Regions from separate parts of the Gossypium hirsutum genome. Here region 2 is linked to region 1. Evidence: chromatin contacts called from public Hi-C data. All regions are on one chromosome and are shown on one strand. The core of a region is the stretch at or near the end of the contact, and the rest is flanking DNA. Distances in the headings are between cores, read along the strand shown. Region 1 has its middle 21 kb from the start of LOC121231206. Region 2 holds the start of LOC107943432 (bifunctional nuclease 1).

Region 1 (7,421 bases), core at 3,127-5,626:
GTAAGTTCATATGATTTTTAATAACGCAATGTGTAATTTAATGTTTTGAAATGAAAATTTCATGAATGATATAGTATATTATTGTATATAAAATGTCATTAAACTGTGATAATTGTAAAATGATATTTGAATAAAAGTACAAATTAAATGGAACAACGGACTTGAGTACTTTCATTCAGTGGCTAAGACGAATTGACGGAAAAGACCATGGTTGGACCATGGCAGCATGTGAAATGTGATTTCCGTATAAGACCATAGCTGGGCTATGGCTTCAGAGAAATGTGATTTGTGCTTCAGTATAAGACTATATCCGGGATATGGCATCGGTGTGATATGTGCTACTGTATAAGACCATATCTGGGATATGGCATCAGTGTGATATGTGATCCGTATAAGACCATGGCTGGGCTATGGCCTCGGTATGTGATATGTGACTATGTGCAAAACCATAATTTTACTATGGCATTGTGATAATGAGGTACTCAATTCCGTAGTTGTTCCCTAATTTGATTATGAATGAAAATGTAAAATGGCCCGAAAAGATTAAGAATTTGTGAATACTATGAAAATGACAAGATTTGGAATAAGTTCTTGATACTTGATGACATTGAGATTATGGATCTATCCTTATGAAGCGTAATTATGTGTTCTTACCATGATGGATGAAATGATATTGTATGGATTTAGTGAATAATAGTGGTGAATGAATAAATATGGCCTTGGCAGTTTTGGATTACTGCAGTAGTGTAACTTTTGAAATTCACCATAAATTGTGGAAATTGAGTTAAGGGCTGAATAAAATATGAGATTAAAGCCTGATGAGTCTAGTTTCATATAGAGGAAACGGTGCATGCAATTGGATTTTATGTTATAAGATATTTAAATTGTTGTGAGACAGAGTTTGAATGACTTCGAGATCCCCTGTTCTGATTTTAGAAAATCATTAGAAATTGTACAATTGTGGTGTTTTATCTTAAAAGCATGTTGGTAATTGCTTATTAATTTCATATGGACTTACTAAGCATTTATGCTTACTCCCTCCTTTTCATTCCTTATAGTTTTGACAAGCTAGCTCGGAAATCGGGAACGGTCGGAGGCCCACTCACACTATCCGTATACCATCTTGGCATAATGGCTTGTATATTTTGAGTATGGCATGTATAGCATTATAATCATTTTGTATATATGGTCTTATGATATGGTTATTGAGTGGTATGGAAATGCTTGGTAATGATTAGCCATTGGAATGGCTAATCATGATCATATTTGGTGTTATGTATGTCAAATTGCTAGCTAATCCATGGAAACCATGAAATAGGTAAAATTTACCATAAAATAGATTCAGACAGCAGTAGAGATGAAAATTTGAAAAATCACTAAAAATAGTAGAAATGGAATTAAATAATGAATAAGTTATGGAATCGAAGCTTGATGAGTCTATTTTCATATGGAAGAAGCGAAACAGGTATATGATCTATATTTTATGAGATGTTTAAATTTTTGTGAAACAGGGCCAGAGCGATTTCTGAATCCCCTGTTCTGAATTTGGAAATTCACCATAAATTTTAAAAAGATAATTAGAAGTCATGCTTTATATGTACAGATTCCTTATTGAGTCTAGTTTTATTAGAAACAAAAGTCATAGTCATTTAAGCTCTGTACAGGGAGATATCTGATTCGTAATACATAGAGGTCAGAGTAGTCGAACCCTGAAACATGGGAGACTTTAACTAATAAACTGTACTAATTGGCCCAACCAAAAATTCTAGAAAAAAATTAGTAGATAGATATATGAGTCTAGTTTCAGGAAAAATTTACAGAATTGGATTTCGAGTTTCGGAACTCGAGATATGAATTTTTAAGAAACTATGACGCAGTTGGACAGCTTGTCCGAATTTGTTTAAGTGCTCAAATAAGTTTAGTAATGCCTCGTGCTCGACTCCGGCGACGGTCTCGGGGAAGGGGGCGTTATAATTTTAGTCAGTTATGTTTAAAATGTTACGTTTCAGTCACTTATGTTATTATTTTGTTACGAAGTGATCACTCTACCGTTAAGTTCCGTTATCTCTCTAACGGTAATCCTACGTGGCAGTCCAACTAGATTTTAAGTGCCAACTTGGATTTCTAAATACGATGAAAATAGATTTTTAATTAAAAAATTTATTAAAAATTTTAATTATTTTTTCTTATTGCTGATTTCAACTATTTTGATCTTAATAATAGTTTTTCCAATCAAATGAGAAAAAAAACCATTGGAAAAAAGAAGAGATGGAAGAAAAATTAAAAAGAGGACATGAATAGTTTTTTTAGTTAAGATTTAAGTTTAAAAAATTTAATTAATTAATTTTTTTAATTAAAAATCTATTTTCATCCCATTTAGAAATCCAAGTTGGCACTTAAAATCTAGTTGGACTGCCACGTAGGATTACCGTTAGAGAGATAACGAAACTTAACGGTAGAGTGATCACTTCGTAACAAAATAATAACATAAGTGACTGAAACGTAACATTTCAAACATAAGTGACTAAAATGTAACCTAAGGCAAACAAAAGTGACAAATTTTTTAAATTACCCTTCTTAATATTATTAAGAAATTATGAATTTTCATCAAATTAGGTTCTAAAATTCGAATTAAACAATAAAAAATTAATATCGATATCTTCAAAAATTAAAATGTATAACTTTTACTAAATATATTTACCACAATAAAAAAAATCACAAGTACTATGTTACCAAAAAATCAAATTCAATATATGGTGGAAATATATGTTTTTGAAAGGAAAAAGTGGTACATATGGGTAGGTTTATAAAAAGTAAGCAAATTTTATGATTTCGAGAAAAAGAAAAGAAAAAAGAAAGGTAGGTTTGATGATGGTTCATAGTTGGGTATTCTTTTAAGTGGAGAATTTTAGAAAATGTATTTTATAAAATAAATTATTATTTTAATATTGGACCTATTAATTATATTTTTTTCAGTAATTTGTATCTCATGACATTAAATTTAATCAAATATTTTGGTTATTAATATAGATTATTATTTGAGTTAATGTTTCAAACTTCGAATAAGACATTACGTGTTTAATTCTTTTGAATCTGCATAATAATATTATTGTTAATTGAGAATAAATAAAAATTTTTGTATTAGGGGACGAGATTAATGTGTAAATTTTTAAAGTAAAATTGTCAATTTTACTAACGTTTCAACAAATAACTTAAAGCGTATTTGAAGGAACGAGGTCAAGGCCATTTCCTTGGCTCTTAAGTTTACCCTTGTGCCAATTAAATTTGAATTAATACTTAATCAGTTAAATATTTATTTAAAATTATAAAAAATAAATTTATGATAAATATTAAATTATTTGTGAGTTAACATATAGATTAATCTTTTAAATACAACATTTAACAACAATATAATTCTTCTTCAAAGTAAATTAGATATAGCTAAATCAATTATTGAGCGAACATATGAAATAGTAGTTAAAATTTTATTAGACGTCTATTTGACATAGATTTAAACCGTGCAATTCATCTCCACTCCAATAATAAAAAATAAAAATAAAAATAATTAATAAAACTATTTTTTTAGTGAATTATAATAACAATTAAGACAAAACTACAAACGTGACTAGTGCAACTTAAATTCAAACCGCATTTAAAATAATAAACACTTTTAACCATCAGATCATCTTATATAGGATTCAACAAAATTATTTTTTAAACTTTACTTCTCTATTAGGTTAGATGCAAATTTCAAGTTGACCCTCTAGTCATCATGTGCGCCTATAACTTTTTATGGGTCACAACTCACAAATAAAATAAATAATTAATAATATATATATATATATATTTAATTTTTCAATTAGATTTAATGTAAATTTCAATTGAGTTGCCACCTAAGATGCATATAAACCCTTTAAATATCGTTTAAAAATAAAATAATAGATTTGAATTTAAAAATAAAAAATAATTAACACAATAATTTTTTTAAAATTTTTATAATAAGTTGGATATATGTCAACTTTTTAAGTTGATAACAAGAGTATTATGTTATAGTTGATAACGCATGAGAGTTTAAGTTTGATTATAAGTATCTTCATTTCACCTTTAATTATTAAATTATAATATATTTTTAATTTTTTAATATTATACAATCAAGAGAAATTACTCAAATAAAGACATACTATTTACTGTTTAAAAACTTTGAACCTACATAAATCATATGAATGAATAATCCTTCACCACCCAGAGTTATCATCATTATTTTCATTATTATTGTTGTTGTTGTGCATTCAAAGTCGAAGCGGGATTTGCCCAAAGGAGGGATGGGCTTTACTGCCCCAAAAAGAAAGATAAAAGTAGATTTAACCAGAATAAGTTCTTAGCCCACTTCTTGTACTCATTGCATCAATGATAAGGTTTCCACTCTATCAAATAACGGGCCACCAATGATTATCCCTATCTTTCTATTTCATCACTAAATCAATCATTTCATGCAAATAAGTTCAATGAATGAGCAGTTCCCCTCTTTAATTTTATAGTTGAGCCAATGAGTACTTCCCACAATTGGTAAAAATGAAATTTTTGAATTTAATCATGTTATGTGTGAGGGTTTAATCTGATTAGTTAATTTATAATCTGAATTGTTCTAATTCATAGTTTATTTATACAATCAATCCTCCCATTAGGCAGACTTTGAATTTGAAACTTTGAAACCTTTAGCCAATATGCTAGAGATAGTGTAGAGAAATTTTAAATTTTCTAAAATAATTTTTTATGATATTTAAAGTAATAGCTTTAATTGAATAATTATTTATGTGTCAAAGTTTAAGTCGTCAAATTCTTTGAGAAGATAATTGAACTTTTCGATAAATTCAAATCAAAATTTAAACTCTTTAAATTTTCAATTAATTGATCTTCTATATTTCCGTACCCACAATTACTTAAAAAGTAAACTCTAATGTGAAAAGCCATACATAAGACAAAATGAAAACTTCCTCGAGGAGGGTTGTTTAAACTTCTACATTTTAAGCCAAAAATTTTAAGCTCTCTAGATCCTTAAGTATAATTGCTAGATTACTCCTAATTTAGAATCCAAACACAAGTTATTTGAGTGCAATAAAAATATTCAAATAAAATACATTGCTTTGGGTTGTCAAGACGAAAAATTAGAGTGTTTCTTGGTTTGAATGTGGCCTTTTCATTAGTTTTGTAAGGTGTGTGATTGTACTTCGCTGCAGTGTAGTTGAGATTTCAGGGTGTTGGCTTTTGTATAACCTTTGTTCTACTAACCTTTCGATTAGTCTCCTATTTTGGGTTTTAATAGAAATTTTATTTTGGCTGAGAATTTTTTTTTGCAGAGTTTTCCGTTAGTATATGGGCATTAATGAATTTCAACAAGTATATATATATAACATAATTTATGAAAAAAAATTTATTCTCAATCATATATCTAAATTAATTAAATCCGAGATGGCATGATACAATTAGGTCTCATAAGGGATAGCCAATAGCTTACTTAAGGAGAATGTCTCCCATGACATCATCCCATTGCCCTATTTGGGTCCATCCCATTGCCCTATTTGGGTCAATTTGATCGAATCTGACTAAATTTTTCGAGCCATCTTCTCTTTTATTTAAATAAAAAATTGAGCTCGAATATTTAAGTAAATAATTAATTAAATAAATCTCAAAATTAATTATTAATGAAATTAATTAATTCTAATCAAATAATTTATACAATCCAATTCTAATTTTGATAAAATAATGATACCATTAATATATTAGAATATATGTGCATTCTCATTTAATTATATCATTACAAGGCAACTTATTTCAAGCTTTAGTCTATTGAACTTGTTGTATGTGTTACCTTTTTTTGGATATCCATGATTCTTTAATGTTAAATTTGTTCAGTTTTATCTCACGGTTGACATTGTATTGTCCATGGTGAAAAATGATCATTTGTCCTAGACAAATGACTCACAGTCATGTTTTGAAGAATTTCCATCCACTTCTCTTCCGAGATATCCTCTTTCCTTTGTAAGGCCTCCTCCTCTTTTAACGGGGAATAACCTTCGAAAAAGACCCGATAAGAAACCTTGTCTACCTTCCAAAAGTGCCCATGAAACCACACCATCAACAGTTGTGCACATCCAATAAACCGCCCCTCGCCTATCTTCCGACACGTGCTCAAGGATCTGAACGTCTCAGCCAATATCACTGGTACAGGTGTGATTCCCTTCTCAAGACAATCGAATAAGTCAATGACTGCCTCGTCCACGTGCCTCAAAGCCTTAGGAAAAATTACCAAGCATAGATGCTTTAGGCGAAGATATCAACCCTCTTTCTTTCATCTGGATGCGTTAAAATCAAATCTCCCAAGTTCTCCCAAGGGATACATTTACTATCTCCCTTTTGTTGAATCCGAGCAGTGACCCAAGGCTCACTCATCCCTGAAATGTTGATCAATTTCTTCACGAAACTCTGACCACAAAAAACCCGGGCATAAGTCTTTCTGACCTGAATTTTTGGACACCTGAGCAGAGTAGTGTATTCCTCCATGGTAGGTACCAAATCCACTTCTCCAAAAGTGAAACACTTGTAAGCAGAATTCCAAAACTGCACTATAACTTGGAACAGATGTTTATCCACTCTAATGTCTAGCAAGTAGGATATATCACCATAGTTTTGATAAAACAACTGCTTGGTCCCTTCATCCCAATTAGCCCAAATATCTCTCAACTCTTGCAGCTCATTCTGTGCTACATTGACGCGAGTGAATTCCTGCAACTCTGATATATATCCTTATGCCAAGCTATCCCCTTTCTCTGATTGTAGCTTTTCTGACCATGCACGAATGGCCGTATTATCCTCGACTTTACTAAGAAATTCATTCTCCATGTCAAACTTTCTAACTTAGTAATTGAATACGAATCAACACGTTCTTTAGTATGCAATGTCATGCAAAACACAATCAAAACAAAACACAGGTTAGTATCAAATGATAGTGATAAAATGCAAGCACATAAACGATAATTACAACGCATATACAGGTAAATACTAAGGCTTGACGCGGCTCCACCCAAAGATAGCTCCTAAGGTTCACTACATGTGGTTCGGTTCTAGAGATAAGGTACCCAAACCAGCAGATTCCTCAATCTTCACCCATTATAGGCTCATATAGATCGAGTTTGGTTTAGGGGGATACATTTCCCTATAACCATGCGGAGATGAAAATCTCACGAAATCATAGGTACGGATGTACCCCGGAAGCAATCCACTTGCCCATGCGGAGGTGAAAACCTCACGAAAGCATAGTTTCTTACTCCCACTTAGAAGGTGTGGCCATAGTGGTCATGCAATGCAATGTAATATTGTTCTACGAGACCTGAACCATAACAACCACACAAACAAATGCATTT
Region 2 (7,421 bases), core at 1,995-4,494, 48 kb after region 1:
ATCTAATCTTATTGTTATTACTGTTTTTAAACTAACTGCAAATATACACACTATCCATTTAAAGATACCCTAACTCAATTATATTTTTTTAAGAGCTAATTTTGAAGTTATATGGAAAATGGCTTTAAAACTTTTTATAATGATTAGATCAAGTATGCATGTTTGAGAAATCATGATTTGGAACTGTTTTAATTTTATGGTTGCAGTATCAATTTCAAAAGGATCTCCTATATATTGCATACCAAAAGTATCTATTTTACCAAATTCAAATTTCCTACTTCTCACTTGTTTCATATATGCTTTTAATTTCTTTTTCTTTGAAAAATGATAAGAATATATATATATGAAGAATAATTCACTTATATTGGTATAAAATTTAATGAGTTTTACACTATTTCGTAATTTTTTATATGATTAATATTTTAACAATTCAACAGTTAAATTTATCAATATACTTGTATTTGTTATAAATGTAAAATTTTGAATTGATCTAATATCTCTATCGTATCAATTTGAAATATTATTTATATTAATAAATATTTAAAGATTGGAATTTTTTTATTTTACATAAAATGAATAGTTCTAAATTTTTAATTTATATCAAACTTGACGTGCATGATCTATATAAATAGCGCATAAAATATAACGATTAAAATATTATATTGTTAGCTGTATAAAAAATTATGAAAAAGTGTAAAATCAATTAAATATTACATTGATATAAGTGTATCTCTCATACGTAAAATTTATTATTATTATTTAATTTGGATTTTTAGAATATAGTATAGATCATAATTGAAGCATTGATTGTGCTAGTCCTAATGCTTAAATTTAAGTTCCATCATGTAGCATTGATTGTGTTAGTCCTAATGCTTTAATTTAAGTTCCATCATGATTGAAAGCTTTCATCAATCTGGTCTCAATTTAATTAAAAATTTATTAGAAATTTCATTCATTTTATAAATAATAAACATTATTATGAGAGTATTCTTGTCGTTTTATAATTTATGTAAAATTTAAAAAAATGTATATGATGAAATTTGATCCTAAAATACTATGATTTTTAATATATTAACTTTACAATTTGAACAAACCTCGATTATTTGTATATTATATTTTTATAAATATATTTATTATATAATTTCTTCTCACAAGGAGTTGTACCATAAGTTTTCTAAATTTTTTCTGATTATGCCTTACCTCAATTTGCACCGTTGTTATTGCAATTACTAAACGAACATAGATTCAAATACATTTAAACACGTATTTTCTTCTAATTTAGTATAAAAAATCCTTTAAATTTTCCTTTAATTTTATTTGAAAAAATTAAATAATATAAATCTATCAACATCCACTAAAATATCTTTTCTTTTACACAGCAAAATATTACTAGATATTTTTTGCTTTTCTTTTTTATTATGTAAATCATGTTCATTAACAAAAATATTAGAGGAAAATATTTTTGCATTTTTTTGGGTCTTAATCAAGTGATATTTAATCTATTATTTTATTTTAAAAATATTTTTTTTCGATAAACACTAGTTGAGTTAAATTAAAGCTCGATCTATTTTAAGTAAGATCTCGAATTTAAATCTTATAAATAAAAAAATAATATTAAAATTTTTTTATCACTATTTAAATATTCAACCAAACTCGAATTTAATTTTAAAAAATCCAATATAATTACTGAATCCTGAGAAAAAAAAATATGTTTATTCACATTCATGCCGAAATTATGAGATTCAATTTTTCATTGATCGCAACCAAAAGCTAAATTATTGCTGAACCTATGGCTATGGACCAGCTTGAAAGGTTGGCAAAGCATGTTTAGAGAAAATAAATATAAATAAATAGTGCTTAAAAATATATATATATAAATAGTGACATTTGGAGAACACTATTCATGATGAAGCAATTTGCCATCTAAAAGTCAAAAAGTTAAATTTTGGTCCTAATTTTAGTGATGCAATATCTGAGACCCTAACTCAAGTCCTCCAACCACGTAAGCTTAAAATTTTCTTTATACTTCTTTAATGGTTTAATTTTACTCTCAAACCCTCTACTTTCGAATTTTTAAAATTTAACCATACTTTTTTATCATAATCAAGAGTATCCACTATTTGTAGCAGTAACTAATTCTCTTGTCCCAGGTGCTCCTCGAAGAGGTAAATGGTTGACCATGAAATGTACTCTATTCTCATGAGCAATGATAGAACCTTCGACCACATGATTAATAGATAAATCGTGTAACTTTTAACTCTAAAAATTTTATCCCTCTATCTTATTTGATTTAAAAATTGAAGTCCAATTAATAATAACTTTATTAAATTTGAATGTGTGAAATTAATTGGATTTTAATTTTTAAATCAATACGTGGAATATTAAAATGCCTCATATTTGATTTTAACAAAAATCCACTAAAATTGTGCTGAATTGAACTTTAATTTTTAACCCAAAGTGATTAAATTTTTTAAAATAAAAGAAGAAATAAATTAAAAAGAGAGAGAGTATATATTAGTTTAATAAAATATTAATATATATATTTTAAACTTTTGATATACAATAATCATATTGAATCTCGATTAAATCTAAAGTCAAGATAAACTATAATCTTATAAAAAGGAAAAGCTCTATTATATATATATATATATATAAACTCGAATCCAAAACTTTATTAGATTATCATAGCTATATCTATATAATAATTTAGGGTTAATCCATTTTTTGGGGTTGAACTTGGCGGTAGTTCCTACATTGGGACTTAAATTTTTCTTTTTTCAAAGTTATTCTCCGAACTTGATAATTATTCTCATATTAAGACATGAAGTAAGCAGTTGTTCACACTGGGACTTGAATTTTTTTTTGTCCAAGTTAATCTCTAAACTTAGATAAATAAAATTCAAATCTCAATATGGGTAGAGATGAATTTAAGGGGACAAGCAGAGGCCTTGCCCCCCAAAAATGAAAATTATTTAATTTAATCCATCTTAAATAATGAAATTTTAAGTTAATATATGGTAAAATTGAACTTTGACTCCTAAAAATGAAAAATTAATATTTAATCCTTTTAGAAATAATGAAATCATAAATTAATAAATGATAAAATTATATTTTTACTTCTCAAAAATTTATAATTTTATTCTGGCCCTCACTAAAAAATTTCTAGATTCGTCCCTAAATATGAAAATAATTGACAAGTTCAAGGAGTAACACGAATGAAAAAAATTTAAACGAACAATCACAAGATTCAGGGACTAATATAGAAATAAAAAATTTCAAGCCTCTATGAAAAGTATCTGTTATCTTCTGCCTATCTCTCGTTCCTTCGTCTGATCCTTAACTTGTCGGTTTATTTACTTACTTTCCATTTTTCTAGATTTTCTCTTTTATTTTCCTTCTTTTTTCCCTTCGTTTGTTTTTCTTTGATTTTGATCATCAAAAAAGGCTTCTTTCATAACACAAGCTTTCCTTCAACTTCCAAAGATTCGTAATTCTCTAAAAACTTTGCTCTGATCGCTGATCAAAATCGACCCTTTTGATAATTTCATCTCTATACTAACACTTAAAGAGTCTTGATTTTTATCTATAATTTTTTCATTTAAAAAAATAATTTATGCTTTAATTATTGTAATTGAGTGTTGATCTTTGATGGGTTTTTATTTTTCCCTTTAAAGATATGATCTTTACACAAAAAATATCTGATATTTGATATTTTTATTTGTTTCAAATTGTGGGGTAGGTTCTAAAAGAGGGACCAAAAAGAAAGATGGTTTGTTTGCAAGGACCGGTGATTTGCCCCGCCGTTGATAGCAAGCAAGTTGGGGTTTATACGCTGCCGTTTAATGGGCCTTTTCCGAGGTCTAGATTGCATCAGAGTGATATATGGGGATATAGAGGGATAGTTGATGGAAAAGGTAAGCCACGTGGCATTTCCGGTCACCTGAAACGGCGGAGGAGGTTTAACACCACGGTGCAGTGTATTTTTAGTTCATCTTCCGATGGGAATGGAAGTATGGCTGAGAATTTCAATGAAAACAATGAAGATTATGTTAATTCTAGTGTGGTTGAAGCTGGTATGTGGTTTTTAAGCTAATGAATTACTTCGTATTTGATGTTATTGTCATATTCGAATTCGATATGGACTCGGGTTTTATATGTAGAGAATTGTTGATGTGTTGTTGTTGCTGCTGTCAGTCATGGAATTCGATATAGACTTGGGTTTTGTATGTAGAGAATTGTTGATATGTTGTTGTCGTTGCTATCTTTGAATTCGATATAGATTCAGGTTTTATATGTAGAGAATAGTTGATATGTTGTTCTTCGAATTCGATATAGATTCGGGTTTTATATGTAGAGAATTGTTGATATGTTGTTCTATGAATTCAGATATAGAATCGGTTTTTTGTATGTGGATAATTGTTGATATGATATGATATGTATGTCTGTTTCATATGTAGTTGAGGTGAGGAGCGGAGCTGATGGATTTATGATCAAAATGAGGGATGGTAAGCATTTAAGATGTGTCCATAACAATCCTCAAGGTGGTCATCTTCCGGATTATGCACCACATCCTGCTATTGTTCTGAAGATGGAAGATGGGACCGGTCTTCTTCTCCCGATCATTGTTTGTATGTGATCATGAAACTTGATCCTTCTATCTTTTGGCTCTGTTTATTAGCTTTTATTGTTGACGTTTGATTTCAATTTCAGTGGAGATGCCGAGTGCGTTGCTCATGGCAGCATTACGTAATGTCCAAATTGTATGTTATTGCTTTCTCTCCCATTAAGTTAGGATTGGAATCGGTTTTGTATTGAATATGAATGCTAACATATGTTTTGACTATCATTTCCAGGCTAGACCTACTATGTATCAAGTAGTGAAGAACATGATTGACAAGATGGGCTACACGGTACAGTTCATTTCCGCCACCATATTCGGACTTATCTTCATTCATTTGAGATCTGATTGTGAATTCATGATGTTTATGTCGGGTTTTTGCAGGTAAAGCTTGTTCGAGTTACTAAAAGAGTACACGAGGCCTATTTTGCACAGCTTTATCTGACCAAGGTATACATGTACTTCAATGTTGAACTTCTGGTTCCACTATTAGCACATTCGTGTGACATTTAACTTGGGGATATTCTTGTATAGTCTTCATCGACTCATGTTGGATGATGTTCTTACAGGTCGGTGATGAGACAGAGTCTGTCTGTTTTGACCTTCGGCCTTCTGATGCCATCAACATTGCCGTGAGGTGCAAGGTACTCGTTACGCGTTATTTTTTAGTATAGTTTCTTTTTGGTAAAAGTATCATGGAGGCCTCTGTAGTAGGAGTCGGATTGCGTTTTGCCCCCTCTAGTCATAAAATGGGTAAATTAGTCCCTATATGTTAGAACAAAGAGCAAATTGGTTTTTCTGTTAAAAATTAGTCCCTGTTTGTCACGCTGACGTACATTGTCTGGTTATTCCATCAAACACAACAGCTTTTAACAGTACAAATAGATGAATTTTTAATAGAAAGGACTAATTTGCTCTTTGATCTAAATATATAGGGATTAATTTGCTCGTTTTTAAGAGGGGAAAAATGCAATTTAACTTCTAGTACAAGAGCTTCTATGGTACTTTTACCATTCCCTTTCTTTTTTCTTTCTTACCAAATGCTTGTGTTATGCAGGTACCTATACAAGTTAATAAGTACTTGGCATACAGTGACGGTATGCGCGTAATCGAATCAGGGAAGCTGTCAACACAGTCCCCAGCTTCAGACGGCTTATTATTCACCGAACTTGATCAGTTAGATTGCTTTTGCTCTTTTATCGAGATAATAGAACACACTTACACTTGCAGTTTCCAAACAGTTAGAATGTAACATGCTTTAATTTACATTTCCAGGCCAAGCGGTCAGCATTGTCTCGACACAGAGGAGTTCAACATTGTCTGTGACTTAAACCAGGCTATCAATCAGGAGCGCTACAAGGATGCCGGTAACATCCTCTCACTCGCTCTCCCTTATCTATTCAGTTGTAGCTTGTCTCTTTTAACATATTTATCATTGTGATACTCTTCGACAGCCGACTTGAGAGACAAGCTAGGTCAGTTTCGAGCTCAAAGGAACTTGAAGAAATATACGTGACAGGTGGTGTTAATAAACCCAATTTAGGTTGAATCTTTTAAGGTGTAATTGTGTTTCATATATCAGTCTCCGGCTCCAGTCAATAGACCATTGACGAGTTCTTATTGATGTCTCAGTCGTTCCATTGGCGACTCCGATTGTAAATAGGAATTATTGTTGGAAGCCGATAGACTCAGCTGGGCAGTGGCAACATACGGTAGCGAAGCAATCAGTTCGGTTATATATATGTTATCTTCTACCATATATGTAAGGGGGGAAGTATGTAAATATATGTATAGATACATACATTTAAGAAAAATGGGATGTAATATGCTAGATTAAGCTCGTTGGTTTATGCTTTATCAATTTATAATGCTGTTTTTAATGCTGAAAATGGATAAAATTTACTCTTTGAGATTAATTGGACTTTTTTTTAATAAGGAAATAAAATGTAATTTAACTCTTAATACAATGACAGATTAATTTGACTATTTTTTTAACAAAATATAATTTGACTCTTAATGATTTGAAATTGAGACGATTGAGCTCGAAATGATTCAAATCTGCAATGACCTAACCTTGTAAACTTTGAAATCGAAATTATTCAAACTTGAAATTAACTTAAATAAAATTATCTTAATTTTTTAAAACTCAAATTAAACCGATCCATAAAAAAAAAATTTAAAATTATCAATTTGTTATTCCAAAGAAAGATCATTCATATCAACTTACATTCATTTTCCTTCCATAAAAGAAGTAACCTTAAAACATGCTAAAATTTGTCGAAAGAATTGGCAGCTTAAGATAATACTAAGAACAAGCCATATATGCTTATCAGCTACTAAAAAGAAATGGAGCTTCTTTTAAACGTACAAGAAGTAATACATCTGGAATATGTGAGATTTATAAAGATCATCATTCTCCATAACATACAAAAACATCTCTGGCATGTCTTTTCCTGAGTTCAAAATCGTAACGTCTTTCCAGTCCATGATTGATTCTGCTCGTCCTTACGAATCATGCATGTGTTGTCTGAAATTTGGATGTAGTAGCTCTATTACTCGAGTTTTTTGTTTTTCTCACTATTACAAATACATTAGATTTCACAAGTACAATACAAGTAGTATAGATATATATCTGACCAATTATAATGTAGAATCAAATCAATACAAAGTATAACAGACAAAAAACTGGACTAAACCCTCACATGGCATACACACATGGTGGGATGATCCCACATCGCAATTGTGCATGATGGGACTCAAACCTGGGTACTCAAGGACTCAGGGTCTCCCTTTTTTTCACTAT

The links. A called contact is a pair of places that touch in the nucleus more often than the background predicts.
Region 2: a contact with region 1 is called in a Hi-C map of hypocotyl, with 3 times the contacts expected there. The contact joins the promoter of LOC107943432 here to the enhancer-like site in region 1. A contact is called at or near these places in 6 of 34 Hi-C or Micro-C datasets (anther, callus, fibers and 2 more).

Annotation. Positions count from the first base shown.
Region 1 is chrA06:668,760-676,180 of Gossypium_hirsutum_v2.1, forward strand. No RefSeq gene overlaps it. Among protein-coding and RNA genes, the nearest start is that of LOC121231206, 21 kb to the right of the region's middle. Within about 2 kb of position 4,377, at least 3 of the 9 cell types and tissues checked have an H3K27ac peak or open chromatin away from gene starts, as enhancers often do. A contact at or near this core is called in hypocotyl and leaf, where this site is marked.
Region 2 is chrA06:717,598-725,018 of Gossypium_hirsutum_v2.1, forward strand. LOC107943432 (bifunctional nuclease 1) reads left to right here and starts at 3,245. Exons shown (of 11, transcript XM_016877188.2): 1 at 3,245-3,343; 2 at 3,740-4,073; 3 at 4,458-4,628; 4 at 4,711-4,760; 5 at 4,854-4,910; 6 at 5,003-5,068; 7 at 5,188-5,262; 8 at 5,676-5,794; 9 at 5,894-5,985; 10 at 6,073-6,137; 11 at 6,251-6,468. The coding sequence starts at 3,767. The coding sequence ends at 6,134. LOC107943428 (inositol-pentakisphosphate 2-kinase) reads right to left here. Exons shown (of 10, transcript XM_016877183.2): 10 at 6,837-7,145.